2 separate regions of the Zea mays genome follow, and region 1 is linked to region 2. Evidence: chromatin contacts called from public Hi-C data. All regions are on one chromosome and are shown on one strand. The core of a region is the stretch at or near the end of the contact, and the rest is flanking DNA. Distances in the headings are between cores, read along the strand shown.

What was found. Hi-C and Micro-C count contacts between places; a contact is called where the count stands out from the background.
Region 1: a contact with region 2 is called in a Hi-C map of ear, with 3 times the contacts expected there. The contact joins the promoter of LOC100272529 here to the promoter of LOC100285422 in region 2. A contact is called at or near these places in 13 of 25 Hi-C or Micro-C datasets (bundle sheath, ear, endosperm and 4 more) and 2 of 3 datasets of contacts at active chromatin or transcription factors (leaf and seedling).

What each region holds. Positions count from the first base shown.
Region 1 is chr7:152,062,561-152,068,192 of Zm-B73-REFERENCE-NAM-5.0, reverse strand. LOC100272529 reads right to left here and starts at 2,688. Exons shown (of 1, transcript NM_001146998.1): 1 at 1,363-2,688. The coding sequence starts at 2,648. The coding sequence ends at 1,605.
Region 2 is chr7:151,907,467-151,913,260 of Zm-B73-REFERENCE-NAM-5.0, reverse strand. LOC100285422 (transmembrane 9 superfamily protein member 4) reads left to right here and starts at 2,674. Exons shown (of 7, transcript NM_001158315.2): 1 at 2,674-2,892; 2 at 3,635-3,799; 3 at 3,897-4,006; 4 at 4,764-4,869; 5 at 4,989-5,101; 6 at 5,189-5,342; 7 at 5,452-5,794. The coding sequence starts at 2,779.

The DNA.
Region 1 (5,632 bases), core at 1,439-3,938, 150 kb before region 2:
AATTAGCTTGAAGATATATCTAATAGTTCAACTATTAACTATTTTTAACAAATTAACAAATAGTTAGCTAGCTATTTGTTAGCGAGCTAATTTCACTATCAATTTTTTAGTCAACTAACTAACTATTGGCTCTACCGCGTTCAAACACCTCCTAAATTGTTAAATCAACTTAAAGGATGCTTCACCGGTGGAGTTAAAAAATATTCACCACATCACTCGTTAAATAAAATGGTTTGTTCTTTCTTTCGCATCTTCTCTATCGCTGCTAACTCCAACGGTTCCATAAATAGTTATCTACTATATATTTAGAGAAGATTTTCTTCTTCTATACGCTCCAAGTCTCCAATCGTGTTCTCTAAAGCATTCTCTACCCCCTATACATATAGAAACTCTTGTGTTGTCTATCATTTTTGTACTTTAAACAATTACTCCCTCCGTCAACATGAGTTTAACTTTGACTAATAATATATATAATATTAAATTATTCTAAACAAAAAAATATATTATAATAGTTAAGTCATGGTAAATATAATAATTTTACTTTATGTAGTAAAATCTTATAAAACATTTAGTGTAACCGGCTAAAGTTGATAGTGATTGACTTAAGACAAACTCATGTGGACGGAGACATAATAAGACATTTAAAGGTACAATAAATATGTATGTACGGAATCTAGAGCAAAATATATCTCTAATATAGGTATTTACGTATAAACAGAAAAATATAGAGGATACTGGTAGAGAGAAATAAGATATAAAGAAAAAAATCTTTTAAAGCAAACTATAAAGAATGGTTTGGTGACAAGGGAATTAGAGAGAATCCATAAGGAGAAAACCCCAAAGCCCTATTTGTTTCATTGTAATTCAATTCCATTTTAATAATTATAATTTAGACAAAACTAATTAAGTTTATATATTTATATATGTAATATATTTGTATATTATCCTAAATCATGAAGCCCCGTTTGTTTCATTGGAATTCAATTCCATTTTAATAATTATAATTTAGACAAAACTAATTAAGTTTATATATTTATATATGTAATATATTTGGTGGATTTCCTTTCCATGGATTCCTCCCATTCTTTTGTCACCAAACTAGCCTTAAATGAGAGATATAGGGAATATGGTTAGAGATAATCTTAGTTCTAGAGTCTAGACGGGGAATCCACCAAATATGCCCATATTTTTTTCCTTAGGGTTAACAAATAAGACTTATCAATGGATATGATACAGAAATCATGTCATTCTCTCTTGAAAAAAAAATACCAAACACAAATTGCTGCTGTGAATTCCAATGACCACCTCAATTAATTCTTTCCCTCTATAAATATCAATAGCAAAAAGAATGGCTAGGGCAGTGTCACAAATTATACATGTCTATTGTAAAAAAATGTACACTGTACAATGTAAAGGTGTGATGCATGAAATTAAGAACAGAATCTGAACATCTTGTCTAGTCTGGAACCATTCTGCTTAAAACAAACATGGGGATTCCAGATCAATTTCCTCTGAACCAGAAAATCCATGCCGGCTGACCTATCATCCATATAAGATATGGATCAGGTATTCAGGTGTATTTGTATCTGACAGATTGATCTACATCATCTAGTGAGAGGTTCAAGCTGCACCTCCATTACACCAGTAGCGCTAGATTCTGAATTCCTGGCTGCACCATCAGGATGCAAAAGATCAACTGAATCCTCCTCCTCGGTGTTGCCTAATACCCAGTGCCCTCTGGCACTTCTGTCACCGATCCTTCTTTTGACTTCCTTATATTCCAAGCACAGCACAACAACGATAACTGAAAGCACCCACAGCATTAAGGCCCAAGTGAGCTCCTCTACATTCTCACTGTCATACCTATGGCCTAAATGCTTCATTCCTGTGAAAAGCGCCACGATTCCTACAATAACTGCCGACCTCCCTGTGATAACATGCAGGTACTCCCACATGATTCGATTGTGAGATGGAACCTCACCATTAGCTGGCTTACTGGGACGAAATTTGGCATTTAGTGGCTGCAGAACTGCCAATAACAGGGCCAGCACACCAAACTTAACATGCACTGAGCTGACAAAGAAGCCACGGAGCTCAGCCGCAGCGAAAAGGACGCCAAGAAACATTATAGCAATTCCTGAATACTGCAGATAGACATGTATTTGGAACCACCCATCTCCTTTTAAGCTCTTCAAATACCGGGCAGCCATTATTCCACCAGGAAGCAAGATTCCCCAGGCAACAAACATCATAAACCCATGAACAGCCAGGACAGGACGCAAATCCTGTTCTGCCTCAGCTGAACCTCTCAACAACAAAACACGTATAGGCCGACTGCTTGTGACTGAATGCATGTTACTGTCTGTCAGATCATCTCCCGACCAGCTTGCACCCATGGCCCAGACAACCTTAAGTGGTGTAGTTGGATCGATGATGTTCTTGCATTCTACTTTTCCGGTACAAGAAGGGTTAAGAGGGCGAGTAAATTCAAATGTAATAATGCCATTTTCTGACTTACACCGAACAAAAGTGATGTTCTCAGATGTTGGGTGAATGCCTGTTGCACTCTTTCCATCAATCCAATAAGTTTTTACTCGCCCAACCCCATCATTGCCCACCCAAGCAACATAGGTGAAGCTATTCACCATCCCACTCCCAAACCCAATAGCAAGATATCCACTTTTCTTCTCACCTCGAGCTGCTATAGATATAGATTTATAATCCACGGAGAGAGTCCAAAACAACGTAACCTGTTGATCATCCAAAACAACACTGTTATTGTACATGTCGCTAAGGCCTCCATCAACCACTTGAACCTTCCATCCCATCTTCTGTTCATACAGTGACTGATAATAGACTAGGTCAGGCGTGTTCCGATCAGGCAGCCAAACAAGCTCTTTTGGGGTAGCTAGTACACCATGGGCATCAGGCCCGCCAGCATATATGACCTCTGTTTTATTCCTCAGTGTAGCATTACCACCAATGGGATCTGAAGTGATATAGAGTGCCATGTCATGCCCAGCCTGCACCGAGAACTTAACTGGAACACCTCTCTCGACCTTAAGCAGCGGCGCCTCCTTCTTGTTGATGTAAAGCACCTTGTCAGGGTTTGGTGGGTTCGGGTAGCGCACGGCTGGAGCAGATGTCACCACAAGTGGTGTCTTGCGATCTGCAATGATCCTCTCCTGATCCTCCTTATTATCCGCATCCAACGGTCCAAGGCAATTGTCCACCGTCTCCGACAAATTCAACCGGGCAAACCCAAAGGTCGTGTCCCTTGGCCCCCCATGGTTCTGTGGGAGGTAGTGTGGGCGCATTGTGTCTGGTGGCCGCAACCTACCAATGGCCCAAAGCACCACCATCTCCTCCGTGGCACCCACTGGCACATCATACTTGGCATCCTCAGCATCAAGCTTCCTCGCATACCTGACAAAGGACACTCCATCCTGGCGGTGCCCATACACCAGGATTGAATCGTTGCTCCCGCCCTCATAGACCTTATCTGGGCAAACCCCAGACACTGGAGAGTCCTCCTTCCCAAGCTTGCACTCAGTGTAGTCACTTATGTAGTAGTCCTCGGCAAATGGAGTACCTTCCTCTGTGAAGCCGGCGACAACCACATCGGCGTGGATCATTGCGGGTGAGTTGGCCTTGGGGTCCGCCCACCCGAATGCCATGTAGTACTCGGAGCCCACGGCAGCCTCAAGGCCGATCTCGACGGTGCCGGCGGAGGCATTGAGCGTCCAGCGGAGGCGGTAGGTCTCCGCCTCCGAGAGAGGGATGCAGTTGTCGAACATGGTGGGCGCCGGCTCGGCGGCGGCATCGAGGCCGGGATCTGTGCCGTTGGGGAGGAAGACGTGCCCGAAGTCCGAGAAGGTGTCGGGGTCGTAGAGCGCGAGGAGGCGCGGGAGCGGTCGAGCGAAGGGGAGCTCGAGGGAGGCGTTCTGGAAGGTTTTGTTGAGCGGGAGCGGCGAGAACGCGCGACCGGCGGCGAGGTCGGACATGGTGGGGCCGTCGGAGGCCCAGAAGCGCGCGGAGGGGGAGGCGGCGAGGAGGTCGAAGCGGGTGAGCTCGAGCGCGCACTTGCCTTCGGCGGCCAGGCGCACCGTCCCGCGGAGCTGGTGCTGCAGCATGGTGAAGTCGGCGGAGAAGTTGGCCGTCAGATTGGTGTGCGGGCACGACGGTGCCGCCGCCGCCGGGGCGAGCGCCGCGACTAGCAACGCGCCCGCGAGGAGCGAGAGTAGGGGATCGGCCGCCATGGCCGCGGGCGGCGGCGGGCCGACGGATCGGGATCTGGGCGGCAGGTGGTGGAGGGATCTGGAAGCGGAGGGGTTGGGCTGGCCGGTTGGGTTTCTGGGGGAGGGATGGAGGGAGGGCAGCGATGCGGTGTGCTGCCTGTGCTTGCGGAGGCGACCGGGCGGCGGGTGGATATTCGCAGTCGCAGGGGGCGGTCCGGTTCCGGTCGCAGGAGGTGGGCGGCTCGCTGGCTGGCCGAGATCCACTTCAGTTTTGGGGGTGGTCAGGTCAGGCGAGGCGAGGCGACGCGGTGGTGGGCTGGTGGCAACTGCTGCGGGTGCGTCCCATTGTGTGATGCCGGTAGGCAAGCACGAGCGAGTAGTAGCGACCGCACTGCGAGGCAAGAAAAAAATCGAACTTCAACTTTCTTGCGTTCATTCTAGAAAACTGAAGTACACAGAGATACTTTACTTCGTCCGAATTCAACAATTCCCCTCTCAATTCTCAAATCCTCGTTTTCGTACTTTCTATTTATATTTAAATATCTCTTTCTTCCCACTATTTTATCTTCTTTCCAACCATTATTCAGCTTATCATATACACTTTAACTTTATGCATTAGTCTTTAGAATTTTAAAAAATATTGTTATACTAGGTCAGTACCCGTGCGTTGCAACTGGAACATATAATAGCATGATAACTTATATACAAAATGTGTCTTATATTGTTATAAAAAAATATTTCATAATCCATTTGTGATCCTAGCCATACATAAATTTTGTTATTTTAATTTAGTTGTTTCACTACTACATTGCAACCATCAGTATCATGCAGACTTATATACTACTCCCTCAATCCAAAAATATAATTTAATAATCTCAGTGATACTTATATACTACTACACATTGTGCAAGGGTAGCAGGTGGCTTCGGGAGAGATGTATTATATGTTTTTACTATAATAGATATAGACATAAACACACATGTGGTGTAGTGGTAACTACAAACACATTTATTTGAGAGGTCGCAGGTTCGAATCCCTTTGGAGCCTGTTTTTTTAATTTAATTTTAGCTAGGCGTGGGATGCACGTGGGAATGAGAATAGACTTTGTGGGAGGGAGAATGAGAAAGACACGTCATAGCCGAGAATGGAAATGTGGACGGAATGAGGCAGTCTACCCCTTACCGTCTTAATAGGTAGTAGAGATTTATAGTACCATAACACTTATTGTTAGCAGATAATTAAATTTGAAAAAAATTAATTTCATAGTTAAAAGTACTGATCAGCAAAGAGAAAAAGATTAAAGGTCTCACTTGATAGAGGAGGCTTTCTTCTAACGTAGAGAGGGATCCGTTGGAGCTTCTCATGGAACGTCCGTACACTCGATGTTAATTACG
Region 2 (5,794 bases), core at 1,425-3,924:
TAGTGTACACCCCAATGTGATGCTTCTACCATTGACTAAAGAGTTAAAGAAGCTATGTGAAGGAGTGGAAGCCTATGACTGATTCAAGAAGCAGAAATTCAATCTTCCACCTACTATTTGCATGAAATATGAGTTTATGTTCCTATGTCTCGTTATACCTGGGCCTGAGCATCCTGGTGTACACCTCAATGTGATGCTTCTACCATTGACTAAAGAGTTAAAGAAGCTATGGGAAGGAGTGGAAGCCTATCACTGATTCAAGAAGCAAAAATTCAATCTTCATGTTGCGTATCTGTTCTTGGTTCATGATTTTTCAGTGCATGATAATTTTCCTGGGTGGAGCGTGGATGGAAGATTGACATGTTCTATTTGTGGTCAAGATACATATTGTTTTCATCTTAGTGCTGGTGGGAAGATATGTTACTTTGATTGCCATAGATGTTTTCTCCCCTTGAATCACCACTTTAGAAGGCAGAGAAAGGAGTTTATGAAGGGCACCATCGTCACGAAGGGACCGCTGAAGCGACATACTAGGATAGAAATTTTAGAAGAGCTTAGCAAACTTGTCCTAGACGAGAATAGAAAAAGGTTTCAAGGTTATGGTGGGGATCATAACTGGACTGACATATGTGGCTTGTGGGAGCTTCCTTATGCAAAGTCATTGATTCTGATGCCCAACATCGACGTCATGCACCAAGAGAGTGACTTTTGCCAAACCCTCATAAATATGTGCATGTAATTTCTAGATAAAGCGGAAGACAATGACAAGGCATGCATAGACTTAGCCATGATATGTGATCGTCCAACACAAGTGCTTAGACAAAATGGAGGCAAACCAAAAGCTAACTATTGTCTGAAACCTAAACAACGGAAAGAAGTGATGAAGTGGATGAAGCATATGAAATTTCCCGATGGGTATGTTGTTTGTTTTAGAGGATCTATGAATTTAAAGACAATGAAGATTAAGGGGTTGAAGAGCCATGACTTCCACATAATCATGGAAAGACTCGTGCTTGTAATGTTTTGTGGGTAAGTTACACATGATATGTGAAAAACGTTAGCTAAAGTTAGCTATTTCTACAGGCAGCTACGTGCTAAAGAAATCAAAAGAGATATGTTGGAGCAACTGGAGAAAGAGGCACCAATGCTTATGTGCAAATTGAAAAAAATATCCCACTGGCTTTCTTCAATCCTATGCAACATCTCCTTATACATCTTCCATATGAAGCTAAGGTTGGTGGTCCTATTCAGTATAAATGGATGTTTCACATAGAAAGAGCACTGAAGAATCTTAGAGCAATGGTGGGTAATAAGGCAAGAGTTGGAGGGTGTATTGCAGAACAATTTAAACTCAAGGAGGTAGCACACTTCACAAGTTGTTACTTTGCAGAAGAACACAACATATTTGCTCGAAAGAAGACGTACCATGATAATGAACGAGAGACGCCTCTTTGTTATGATTTTCTATTTTCCAAACGAACGGCAAAATCGTTGGTCCACCCAAGTCATATCACCTCACTATGGAAGAACGAAAGTGTTGGCGCCAACATAGCGCCAATCACTGAGAGATGTACTGGCGGCGATGCTCTCTCGGCGGCGTGGATGGTCTGTGACCTTGTGGCAAGAGCGGGTGCTCTCTCAAGTTGGACGGTCCACGCGTGGAGCCTCGATGGTCCACGAGTGCACAGTAGCGGTGGCGTTCGCCAACAGCACCTGGGTCTCACCCCCAGGAGGGACCCTGTCAGGGAGGTGAGACCCTAGATCTTGGGTCGGCAGACCACCCAAGATGCCTCCAGACGGCATAGAGTCGAAGAGAGGTGAAGATGAGATGAGGAAGGTCACATTACTGCTACTCCTAGGGCACAGAAGTAAAGGAACAAAAGATAGATTGATTTGGTTCGATTGTTGATATAGAGGGAGGTTTGGACCCGTTTCTAGATGTTTTCCAACATAATTCACGAGTTTAGATGGATAAACACACATGGAAAAGAGGCTTAATCGTTTGATCTAGTCTTAACGTGGACCGTTTGCTCCTACAGGCGGATCGGATCGTTCGGCCAAAGAGCCGGACCGTCCGCCCTCTCCCATGTGGCACATATGGTGCTCAATACATGTCCCTGTTTTTTTTTGAAAAGATGAGTGAAACAAAAGCACCTGGTACAAGACATTTAGCACCATGATATGTAAATATCGGTTCTCTAAACATCTTATCATAAAAATTAATGAATGTATGTTTAGTTTAAAACAAATTATATTTTGGGACGGATGTGTACTTACCAAGTTAGTATACAGCTATATACACATAATTATGTTAGAATAATTTTTGAATGCTAAGTATACTTAGAGCAGATGACCCGGTGTACTGTGTACATGTACTGCCAAACACCATTGTTGCGTGTTCGCAAAAAAAACACCATCGTTGCGGAATGCGGGTCAAATACTCAAATCAGGGTATCGACAAGCACCACCTCCGTCGCACGTGTCACGACACACGAGGTCAAACTCGAACCAAACTAACCGACACCGTCGGAGAAATTAAACGTTTCATAAGGGACCTAAGCGTCAATAAACCATTTATCAATAAAAACCCTAGCAGATCCACCCGTCACCCGAAGCTTCCTCCTCGCAGCGCGCCGCGCGTCGTCGCCTCTACCCACCTGACTTCGCGCGCCACGCCGAGCCTGCGAGCCATCAGCCCATCACCCACCCAACCCCTCGCCACGCAGATCTAGGGAGCTTGCCCTCCCACCGGGCGGTGATTCTTCCGTCCCATCACCGATGCGGACGCCGGCGATGCTCCGGTGGGCCGCGGCGCTCGCGGTCCTGCTCGCCGTCGCCGCGCCGGCCGCCGGGTTCTACCTCCCCGGCGTTGCCCCGAGCGATTTCGCGAAGGTTTGTTCGTTTCATGCGGTTTCCCTCCCCCCTTGGTGCCCCTTGGAGTGGCTGTGTAACTGTGTTCGTGTTCGGAGCTGGATCTAGTCAACGGGATGCCGGCACAGGGGCTGCCGGGCTGGTATCCACAGATCCAGCTCGAGGGTTTCTTGTATGGTGTGCAGCGTGCCAGATTCGTTCATCTGGTTTAGTTAGGACGGTTCCATAGCTGGGCTTGGGATTCACATGTTGCACCTCAATTCGCGCACTTTTCTAGCCTCTCTATCGTGGTTTGCTGTTGTGATCTTTGTCCTCATCTGAAAATTAACCGCTAGATTTTGGTGTGATCAGGATTGTGCCTTTTGTGGAAAAGTCAACACACGCCATTTTGTATTTGTATATACACTAGATAAGATAGTCTTTAATCTGTCTTCCAGATGATGGTCCTTGATCCGAAGGTTTAGTAGATGCTTAGACTTTGGTAGTTTCTGCTTGAGCTCCCATTTGGTGGAACTCCTGCTTCTCCGTTTTTTATCTCTCTTCTCAAAATGACGTAGCAAGGCAGCTTAGGCAGGTGCTGGAGCTGGTATCAACTATCAACTCCTAAATCCTAAATGAGGTGCTAGATCATGTAATAAAGTATCTTGTAGAGGATCACTCATGGCAAAGGAATGGCATTCACTGTGTTAATGTCCTATAACGAAGTAGTGTCATTTTGTGATTACTAATATCATAGCATTTTTCTCTCCTAATTTGCCCACAGGGTGATCCGCTTCCAGTGAAGGTGAATAAGTTGACATCTATCAAGACTCAACTCCCGTATACATATTATTCCCTTCCGTTCTGCAAGCCAGATACCATAGTCGACAGTGCCGAAAATCTTGGGGAGGTACTTCGTGGCGATCGCATTGAGAACTCTCCTTATGTGGTTAGTTCCGTATATAACATAACAGATTAATTGAGATTTTGTCCTCGGGTATGTGTGTGACATATTTTTTCCATTCTGCTTGTTATTTGGAGTATAGTTCAAAATGGGAGAGCCCAAGATGTGTCAGATTGTCTGCAGAGCACCGATCACTGAGAAAGAAGCCAAGGAGCTCAAGGAAAAGATAGAGGACGAATACCGAGTGAACATGTAAGGACTATGAACATATGTGCATTGTTATTAAAACGTCGCTTAAACGTCGTTTAAGCGTCGTTTAAACGACAAAACGTGCTTAGAGTTTAGAACGTCCGGTCGTTTTAGCAAAAACGCGTAGAACGTCCGTTTATCACGTTTAAACGTCGCTTAAACGTCGTTTTCTCGTTTTCGGACGTTCTAAGCACGTTCAGGACGTTCTACGTGTATTGGGTCTTTCACAGGCCAAAAAATACACAGGGCTACCAGGCGTCCAGTGCCGACAGCCTCCCTCCTCTCCTCTCCTCTCCTCTCCTCTCTTCTGCCCCCTCCTCCCTCTCCATCCTCCAACAGTTCAGCGCTGCCAGGCCAGTGAAGCGCCACCCTCCCTAGTTTTAGACTTTCAATCATCAAGAGTTCCAGGTTCAGTTTTCCAGTTCAGACATTGACGCACTCCCTAGTTTCAGACTTTCAGTCATCAAGAGTTTATGGTTACTGATCATATATACAAGTTGTAACTTGTGTGGTTGAACTTGATTTGTTTCATTTTGTTTTGTGAACTCAAGTACTTAACTTATGTATGAACACATTCTATAATTGAAATTTTATGTAATGTCTGAAAAGACGTTTCAACGTTCGTTTAAACGTTTAAACGTTAAAAAGGTGGTTCATAACGTTTTAACGTTTTACCGTTTTAATAACCATGCATATGTGGGTAGTGTTGTACTTCAGTTGACACAGTGATTTCCTATAGCTGATATAAATTGCATCTCAGGATCCTTGACAACCTCCCGCTAGTTGTTCCTGTTACAAGGCAAGATAAGAACAGTATTGCTTATCAAGGTGGATATCATGTTGGTGCCAAAGGCCTGTATTCTGGAGTAAGTCCTTTTGTTCACTTAATGTTTACTTTTTCTTTATGCATGCAATCTTTAATTCTTTGTTGGAACCCTTTATATATTTATCTGTACAAATAAATTCTCGTACACATTTTTTTCAGACAAAGGATGAGAAATACTTCATACACAACCATTTGTCATTTACGGTGAAGTATCACAAGGACGATAATTTGGAACATTCTAGAATAGTGGGATTTGAGGTCAACCCACACAGGTTTACCTCTTAACTTTGTTTGGCGGGATTTATTCTTCTTGTGCTTTATGAAATGGACCTAAGGTATTTTGGTACATATTTTGCCAGTGTCAAGCACCAGGTTGACGATAAATGGAATGGTGTAGACACCCGCTTGAGCACTTGTGATCCTCATGCGAGCAAATTTGTAATAAACTCTGATTCTCCTCAGGAAGTTGAAGTTGGCAAGGAAATCATATTCACATATGATGTTCGCTTTGAGGTACAAGACTGGGATTAAGAATTGCTTATTTTAACTTTGTTTAGCTGCTAGTGTACTCTTTGAATGTTTCTTTTGTCATGATTTTAATGGAACTTCCACTAATTTTCAGGAGAGTGAGATCAAGTGGGCGTCACGCTGGGACACCTACCTGTTGATGACCGATGATCAGATTCACTGGTTTTCTATTGTGAACTCTCTCATGATCGTGCTTTTCCTATCAGGCATGGTTGCCATGATAATGCTTCGCACTCTCTACAGAGACATTTCTAGATACAATCAGCTTGAAACTCAAGAAGAAGCACAAGAGGAAACAGGCTGGAAGCTTGTTCATGGGGATGTGTTCCGTCCTCCAACCTACTCTGACTTGCTCTGTGTTTATGTTGGCACTGGCGTCCAATTCTTTGGCATGCTCGTAGTTACAATGATCTTTGCTGTGTTGGGTTTCCTTTCTC